Linked DNA regions of Mus musculus: region 2 is linked to region 1. The links are chromatin contacts, called in public HiChIP or PLAC-seq maps. All regions are on one chromosome and are shown on one strand. The core of a region is the stretch at or near the end of the contact, and the rest is flanking DNA. Distances in the headings are between cores, read along the strand shown.

Region 1 (3,985 bases), core at 792-3,291:
TAAAGAGTAAATGGCCTTTGTACCAATGAATGTAACCACACCTGGGGAAGGATTTGCTTTCCTCTGGAAGGATGATGTGGATCAAAGCCTGGCACAGTATCCTGTTCTGCCCCCAGCCATGAGAAGTGGTCTGTAATCCAGCCTGGCCTGCAATGCACTCACTAGATAGCTGAGGCTGGCCTTGAGTTCCTTATCCTCCCGCTCCCCACTCCCAAGTGCTGAGATTACAAAGGTGTAGGTCTGACGCCTAGCCAGTTATTCTGAGTCTCAAGAACTCCATTGTGTGAATCTATACCCAGGACTGACCACCAATCGACCAACCGCCATAGTGCCTAATTATGCTGCCCTCAGAGAAGATGAACAAAACACACTTGTGAACCTGCCTCCTGGGACTTAGCAGTTGTATAAGGAGACAGATAATGGTTAGTTATACCTACAAGTAAGCATGCAGTTTTATGTGTGATAGATATTTTACACAGGAGCCTATAGCAAAGAACAGAAGGCGAGAATGGCAGGGGATGCCACTCAGTTGATTTGGGAAGGAAGACCTCTTTTGAAGAAGTAAAAATAAAGCTGCAGCCCGAGCATTGCTAAGGCTTTAGCCAAATAAAGAGGCGGGGAACCCTCTGCGGGTGGAGAGTGGTACGTGCTTGCAGTGTGGGCTGCTTGGGAGGCTGGTTCAGGCAGATTGGAAGTTTGGGGCTAGCCTGTGTGTATGTAGGCCTGGCTGCCCTGAAACTTACCATGTAGACTCCAAGCTGACCTTGAACACAAAGGCGCCTCCTGCTTCTGCTTCCCCAGTGCTAGAATTCCAGGCGTAAACCATGCTGGGTTTAGCATACAGCTTAGCAGGATGCAAACCGCAGCAAAATGGGGGTGGAGAGGAATGGCTGATGCAGCTTATGGTAGAGTGCTTGTCTAGCTTGTGTGAGGCCCGGAGCTCAGCCTGGACAGAGAAAGAGAAAGAGAGGTGGAAGGCGTGCAAATTCATGCTGCAAAAAGCCCTGTTGCTGTCAGAAGCCCCTTTAAACACGGCCCGGTGGTACAGGCCTGTGATTCCAGCTATTCAGGGGACCAAGGCAAGAGGAGCACAAGTTCAAAGCCAGCCTAGGCAACAGAAGGAGTTTTAGATGAGCCCAAGAAACTCATTGAGACTTTGTGTTAATCCCACTGGTTGAGAATAAGACCACAACCACAATTTTTGAGCCACATTTGAAACAAACATTATTAAATGCTGGTCTGGACAGTGAAGACTTGCCAGGCCCATACTGGGGATTCCTTGAGAATAGCCACAAATTATGTTAGTTATGGGCTTATAAAGGCAAACCCCACAAAACTATGTATATCCATCTTCATCCAATGGAGGTCAAGCATGTACCTCCCGCCTGCACTCGATCAGGCACATCCTGTGCTTTGGGGCAACCACCCTTGTTTACAGAAACTTCCATAGGTATTTGCACTCATATGCAAATACCCACATACGGACACACAGACAATCAAAAATAATAAATAATTTTTGAAAAAAAGGTCTTTAGCCGGGCAGTGGTGGTGCACGCCTTTTATCCTAGCACTTGGGAGGCAGAGGCAGGCGGATTTCTGAGTTCGAGGCCAGCCTGGTCTACAGAGTGAGTTCCAGGACAGTCAGAGCTATACAGAGAAACCTTGTCTCAAAAAACCAAAAAAAAAAAAAAGAAAAAAGGTCTTTAACTAATTTCGTATCTAGTCAAGTTGAGGTTTTTAAGAACTTCATTCTTAATTTGTAATGAAACAACTTGATTCCTCTCTACTCCCTGACAAGAAAAATGTCAACAAACTTCAACATATAGCAATAAAGGTCTTAAGTAATAAAAAAGATTATCTTTTATTTTAAATAAAAATACGAAGGGGCTGCAGATGTACACCGCTGAGCGGAAGGGCATTTGGGTCTGAGAGGCCCTGGTTCTGTGCTGTGGCGGTGGGTTGGCTACTTCCGTAGACTGTTGAAAGTCCAAGGCTTGGAGAAGGAGGAAGCAGGGCCCGGGAGGGCTGGAGCCTGGCAGGGACACACTTGATCTAGAAGCCACTGTGGTTGTGGTGTGGTATTTAGAGATGAGCTCTTCTGGGTAGCTCAGGATAGCCTCAAACTTTCAATTCTGCATCGGCCTCCTAGTTCTGGGACTACAGGACTACACCACCATACCTGTCTGTGTGGCAGTGTTTTCATTAATGATATACTTTTTCAAAGTACCTAAGTCTGATGCTATCAGGAAATAACACCATTTTTCTACTTAAATAGGACAAATATTTGTTATAAGTAGGCAGTGAGATTTATGGTATTTCCACAGTTAACTGTTAAAGCAACAGTAGAGGAAACAGTTTGGATTCTGTCACACATCCCTTTGCCACAGTTTTGAAAGACAGCCAGATAGACAGTGGTCGTTACTCAGGGCGTTGAGCACTTGAAAGGCCCCAATGAAGCCCCCATACCCCTCAAAAAAACAAAAACAAGTATTTCTTTTTCATGCTGTTGGAAAGCAAACAGTATGGATCTTGGCAGTAAAGAAAAAGAATAAGAATTAGCTATTCAATTGTATCTGATAGTAAACAAGTAATGTCCTTGAGCTGTCTTTTTCAGAGAAGTATAGGTTAACAAATATTATAATACTTCTCAAATATAGTAAAAACAATGTCATGTTTATTTTAACAGGCCCATAGCAGGATATGCTAACCTGTGTCCAAATATGATCTCCACCCAGCCCCAGGAGTTCATCGGGATGCTGTCCACAGTGAAGCATGAGATCATTCATGCCCTGGTATGCTACTGACTTCTGTCCTTTCCTTCAGACCTTTCATTTGTTACATATTCTGTTGTTTTAATACATGTTCTATATGATATGTGAGTCCTTAGATTCGTGTTTGATAAAACCTGATTAATTGTGTTTCTGTCAATACAAATGTTAATGGTCAGGGTGGGGCAGGCTGCGTTTGGCTATCTAGCATGATTTACACCTAAGCAGTCATTCCCATTGATAACAGGACTTTTGGAAAGGGGATTAAACTTGGGAAGGAAAGCATCTTGGAGCCAGATGTGATGGCTCAGGTCTGCACTTGTAGCATTTGAGATACTAAAGCAGGAGGATTGCTGCCATGATTACAAGCATGTGGTATCATACCGAGTGTGTGCAGAGCTGGGGATTAAACCCAAGGCTTCATACACACTGGACAGCCATTCTAGCAACTTAGCCTCACGCCCACCTGACTGTCTCTGACAGATGAATGCACAAATGCACACGCATGCACACTCAGAGATGTAGATAGACGTGTGTGCACATAATGCCAGTTTGAGCTTTTATGCACCCTTGCTCCCCAGCTCCCAACACCATCCAGTAGTTAATGGTTTTCAATAGTGCTGTTGCCTGGTTGCAGTTTCAGGACTTAGTAAGTGTGGGTGAAGAAGCTAGCAAAGACTTTCCTTGTTACTGTTCATGGTGTCTTAGAGAATAACCTTATAATTAAAGGTCACTGAAATAGCAAGGGCTTGGCCCTGCAATTCATTGTACAGCTTTTATATTCTCAACTTTTGTTCCACATTTGGGAATGATACCTAATAAGGTCTCCAGCAAGGAAAAGTACCAAAATATTTCTAAAACCACACAGATGAATTAGAAAATAGTATAATTCTCTGTGCTCTGCAGTGCACAGTAGATGTAGTATATAGGGTAGCTTTAAGATAGCATTATAACATAGCATTGATATACATATATATGTAGTATTTAGCCTGAACTGAAAACAAATTTAAAATATATAAAATACTTAAGAAAATCTTGTATTAAAAGCATTTATAGTCCGGCGTGGTGGCGCACTCCTTTAATCCCAGCACTTGGGAGGCAGAGGCAGGCGGATTTCTGAGTTCGAGGCCAGCCTGGTCTACAAAGTGAGTTCCAGGACAGCCAGGGCTACACAGAGAAACCCTCTCTCGAAAAACCAAAAAAAGCATTTATATCAG
Region 2 (3,985 bases), core at 909-3,408, 71 kb after region 1:
CAAACACTTCACCTGCTGGGCCCCCTTCCAACCCCTAGTTTTTAATTTTTTTGACACAAAGTCTCACTACGTAACTCAGGCTGGCCTTATACTTGTGGCATTTCTCCTGCCTCAGCTGCATAATATCCCGTTATATATGCAACTTTTATCCCTCCATCCGCTGGCTCTACTGATGGACATGTGAGTTCTTCCGCTTTCTGGTTATTGTGAACAATACAAACATGCTTCAGTCTGTTTTAAATTATCTTAGACACTGTATATATGAAGACTGGAATGCCTATGTCTTATGGTAGTTCTAAGTTTAACTTGCAGGAATTACCAAACTGTCCTGCCGCCACCCCAGCATTCCATCTGTGTTAGGGATGTTTGTGGCTTATTGATTTATTCGTTCTTTTTTTTTAATTTTTTTTTTGGTTTTTTTGAGACAGGGTTTCTCTGTATAGCCCTGGCTGTCCTGGAACTCATTCTGTAGACCAGGCTGGCCTCGAACTCAGAAATCCGCCTGCCTCTGCCTCCTCTGCTGGGATTAAAGGCGTGTGCCACCACGCCCATCTTGATTTATTCATTCTTAATACAAAGTAATATGTCTTCCAGCTGCATTTTAATAATTCAGTCTTAGTTAAATCTGACAGATAGAGAAGGGGGCACGGCATAGAGAGAGAGTTCTTGTACTGTGAAGACAGACAGGATGGATAAGAGCATTTGACTCCGTGGCTTCTTTCCATCATAGCAAAGGCCTCTGCACCCCAGGGTCCAGGGACGTACTGGGACAGACTAATGACGGGAGCCATCCCTGTAAGCTTGCTGTTCACCACGCTGAAGGATCCTGGGTAAGAGTCACTTGTCCAACAGTTTCTGGGATTAGATGCTTGTGTGATGGGAACGGTGGATAGATACACTGGCCAGACCTCACTGGGGAGCAACTTTATAGCACTCTCAGTGCCTGGGCCCAGTGGGCAGAAGTGGGCACCAGCTGGCCCTACAGTTTGGACCCTGCAGGGTTGGACTTGTACAGTCAGATCTTGGTGACAGAGCTGGTGTCATCTTCATAGGCATTGCCACTTCCCACTGGCTGCTAATGGGTGGGATGAAGTCAGGGTATGGCGACTTTATGGGTTCCCTTGCTACCTTATCCCTTGCAACAGCCCCCCGCCCAAGCACTAGGTAGGAGAGAGAGATGTTAGAGGGGAAAGAGGGCATCAATATTGTTAGACTACTTCCTGCTGATTGTGGGCAAGTATGATCTCTGTAGTCGGGATACCAGCAACCACAAGCAGAAGGAGCAGCAGGAGGAAGAACCCCGCCCCCCCCCCCCGCGCCCCCCAGGGCTGTAGCATTTTGATACTTTCTCAAGAGTTCCCAGAATTCCAAATGTCATATCCTACATTTGCAGAAACTATTTGCAGATGGAAAAAAAAAAAAAAAAAAGCCCCTGTTAGAGCACGAGGCAGATCATAAAATCTACAGCCGTGGACCATCTAAAGCAGTCCCACGGGGGCTGGTGAGATGGCTCAGTGGGTTAGAGCACCCGACTGCTCTTCCGAAGGTCCAGAGTTCAAATCCCAGCAACCACATGGTGGCTCACAACCACCCGTAATGAGATCTGACTCCCTCTTCTGGTGTGTCTGAAGACAGCTACAATGTACTTACATATAATAAATAAATTAAAAAAAAATAAAAATAAAAATAAAGCAGTCCCACATCTGATACCTAGGATTAAAACAAAAACATATATCCCTATAAGATTTCTGGGTTTTTAAAGAAATCAAAATTCCTACTACACAGGGTCTCCCTCTGCAGCCATAGTGACCTCCAGCCATCAGCTTGTCATCCATCGGGACACCACCTCCAGCAGCCATGGAGGACCCTGCAGACACCTCACTGGCTTCTTGGTCCTTCCTTTGGGTCCATGGCCAGTGCTGCAGCTGCACAGAGTGCAAGGTTCTTTGTTTTGTTTTAAACAACTATGAAAGCTGCTACTGTAGGTTGCAGACAGACGGTGCATTTAATTTTTTTTTTTTCCTTGCAGCCTAGAGTTCTTCCCAGCCTCAGATGATAGGCTGTGTTCCTTTTGAAATTCCGGGCCAGTTGGGAGAACAGATTGCACAAGAGAGGAGGTCCTTCTGGTCCTTGTAGATCTTAAGATAGAGCAACCAAAAAAACAACCCCAGAGTGAAAACAAGAAGCGAAAGCTGAGAGGATACGCTTTTCAGTTGATCTGTTTTACTATTCCTCCCTCGTCAACTTCACAAATGTTCCTTGAGCTTCGTGTGGGACCAGCACTCTGTGCTGGCGCTGGGGATGCGGCAGGCAAGGAGGTCTCCAAGCTGGCAGACACAGCTTGGGAGATGAGAGGGATAATGATGACAAAAGACGTCCATGCCCTAATCTTGGGACCTGTGAACCTGTTTGGTGCCTGGCGCCCAAAGTCTCACACGGGTTCGGCATTAGATAAACCATTGAGCTGTATTCCCGACTCGGGTGAAGGTTTTTCAGATATGATATTTTTCTCCATTATCTGAGTGAGTCTGATATAATCACTGTTTTTTTTTTGTTTTTTTTTTTAATAAGGAGCTCAAAGGGTTGGGGATAAGGCTCAGTAGATAAACATGGTGGGTGCTTGTACACACATGAACACATGTGCACCCCTCCCACAAGAGGCTCAGCAAGTAAAGCATGATCTTGAGGTGGCTTGGGGGTAACAATGCATGCAGCAAGCCTGGTGTCCTGAGTTCCTCACACACAGGGTGAAAGTCAAGATCTGACTCCTGCAAGTGTTCTTGGGACCCAGCACAAGCTCCCACACTCAGTCTTACATACACAGCAAGTAAGTAAGTAAATACGAAACACCTTAATAAAAATATAACATTGCCTTGGGGCAAACATTTTTTAAATAGGGATGCAGGAAGGTCACATAGAGGAGAGCTGTGGAGATGGAGGCAGGGTCACAGAGGTTGAGTGCCACCCTGTTGTTCTTGCCGCAGAGGGAAGAGCCACTTAAAAAACACATCTTAGTGGGGGGCTGGAGAGATGGCTCAGCAGGTAAAAGCACTTGCTATGTAGTCCTGATGCCCTGAGAACCGGGTCATGAATTCACCTATTCTGTCTACACACACACACACACACACACACACACTAAATAAATAAGTAAACAACAAAGCCTAAACCCACTTCTGTTTAGTAAGGCATGCAGATGGGAAATATAGGACTTTGGAATGAACAAGAGGAAGGAGCAATTAGAGGTTCTGTCCTGGGGAGGTAGAATGGGCTGCCCTCCCCTCTCTTGCTGTTTTATACGGCACTATCCTGTTCTTCATTCCCCAGGTACCCAACTGCAGAGTGCTCTCTGCCCACCCTACCCCTCAAGCCCCTCGTTCTGTCTGTGTGTATCACCCAGAAGCAAGGATGTTCTGTTTTGTCCCTGCTCAGTCACGATTCATGTCTCTTGGGTAGATCACACTTGGTCATCTTCTGCTTCCTTAGACAGCACAGATAGATACCCTGTGTAGATCCATCTTAGCAAGTATGCTTTGCTTGCACGGCCTCTGGTGGCCACAGAACACTGGTTTCAGGTTTTCCTGCCCACAAGGAGCTCACTGGCACGGGGTGGAAAGCTGGGCATTGGGAATTGTAGGTTAGACAGCCATAACTTTGAACTACTTGAGAACATAGCCATCACTCTCAGGAAAATTCATCAACAGTGGTAGTGGTGGTGGTAAGGGGGGAGTAGAGCCCTCAGGCAAGCAGGGCAGCAACCTGGTGGCTCTGTGGTTCTGTTCTAGGTACATCCAACAGCTGTGTCATGTGACTGCCTTTGAGTTCCATGAGATAACACCATTACAGAGACTTCTAAAGACTCTCCCTTTTCCCTTCAGCCAATTTTAGCTGAATTTTGTTGACAGCCAGAGAATGTCAGCCAATTTAAAAAAAAAAAAAAAAAAAGATTTCTGGGGAATTGTCTCTGGAGAAAAGCTGTTGACAAGGA

The links. HiChIP or PLAC-seq counts read pairs in DNA pulled down with a chosen protein or histone mark.
Region 2: a contact with region 1 is called in an H3K27ac HiChIP or PLAC-seq map of microglia, with 4 times the contacts expected there. The contact joins two enhancer-like sites. A contact is called at or near these places in 12 of 39 promoter capture datasets (the 3T3-L1 cell line, the C10 cell line, the HPC-7 cell line and 8 more), 1 of 15 datasets of contacts at CTCF or cohesin (pro-B cells), 53 of 484 Hi-C or Micro-C datasets (the 63-12 cell line, the AML12 cell line, B cells and 31 more), 6 of 115 datasets of contacts at active chromatin or transcription factors (acute myeloid leukemia, astrocytes, bone marrow-derived macrophages and 3 more) and 2 of 9 other capture datasets (adipose tissue and pancreatic islet).

What each region holds. Positions count from the first base shown.
Region 1 is chr16:33,078,245-33,082,229 of GRCm38.p6, forward strand. Lmln (leishmanolysin-like (metallopeptidase M8 family)) reads left to right here. Exons shown (of 17, transcript NM_172823.2): 7 at 2,687-2,792. Among named protein-coding and RNA genes, the nearest start is that of Lmln, 18 kb to the left of the region's middle. Within about 2 kb of position 2,042, at least 16 of the 459 cell types and tissues checked have an H3K27ac peak or open chromatin away from gene starts, as enhancers often do. A contact at or near this core is called in bone marrow-derived macrophages and microglia, where this site is marked.
Region 2 is chr16:33,149,598-33,153,582 of GRCm38.p6, forward strand. No RefSeq gene overlaps it. Among named protein-coding and RNA genes, the nearest start is that of Gm41447, 14 kb to the left of the region's middle. Within about 2 kb of position 2,159, at least 20 of the 459 cell types and tissues checked have an H3K27ac peak or open chromatin away from gene starts, as enhancers often do. A contact at or near this core is called in bone marrow-derived macrophages and microglia, where this site is marked.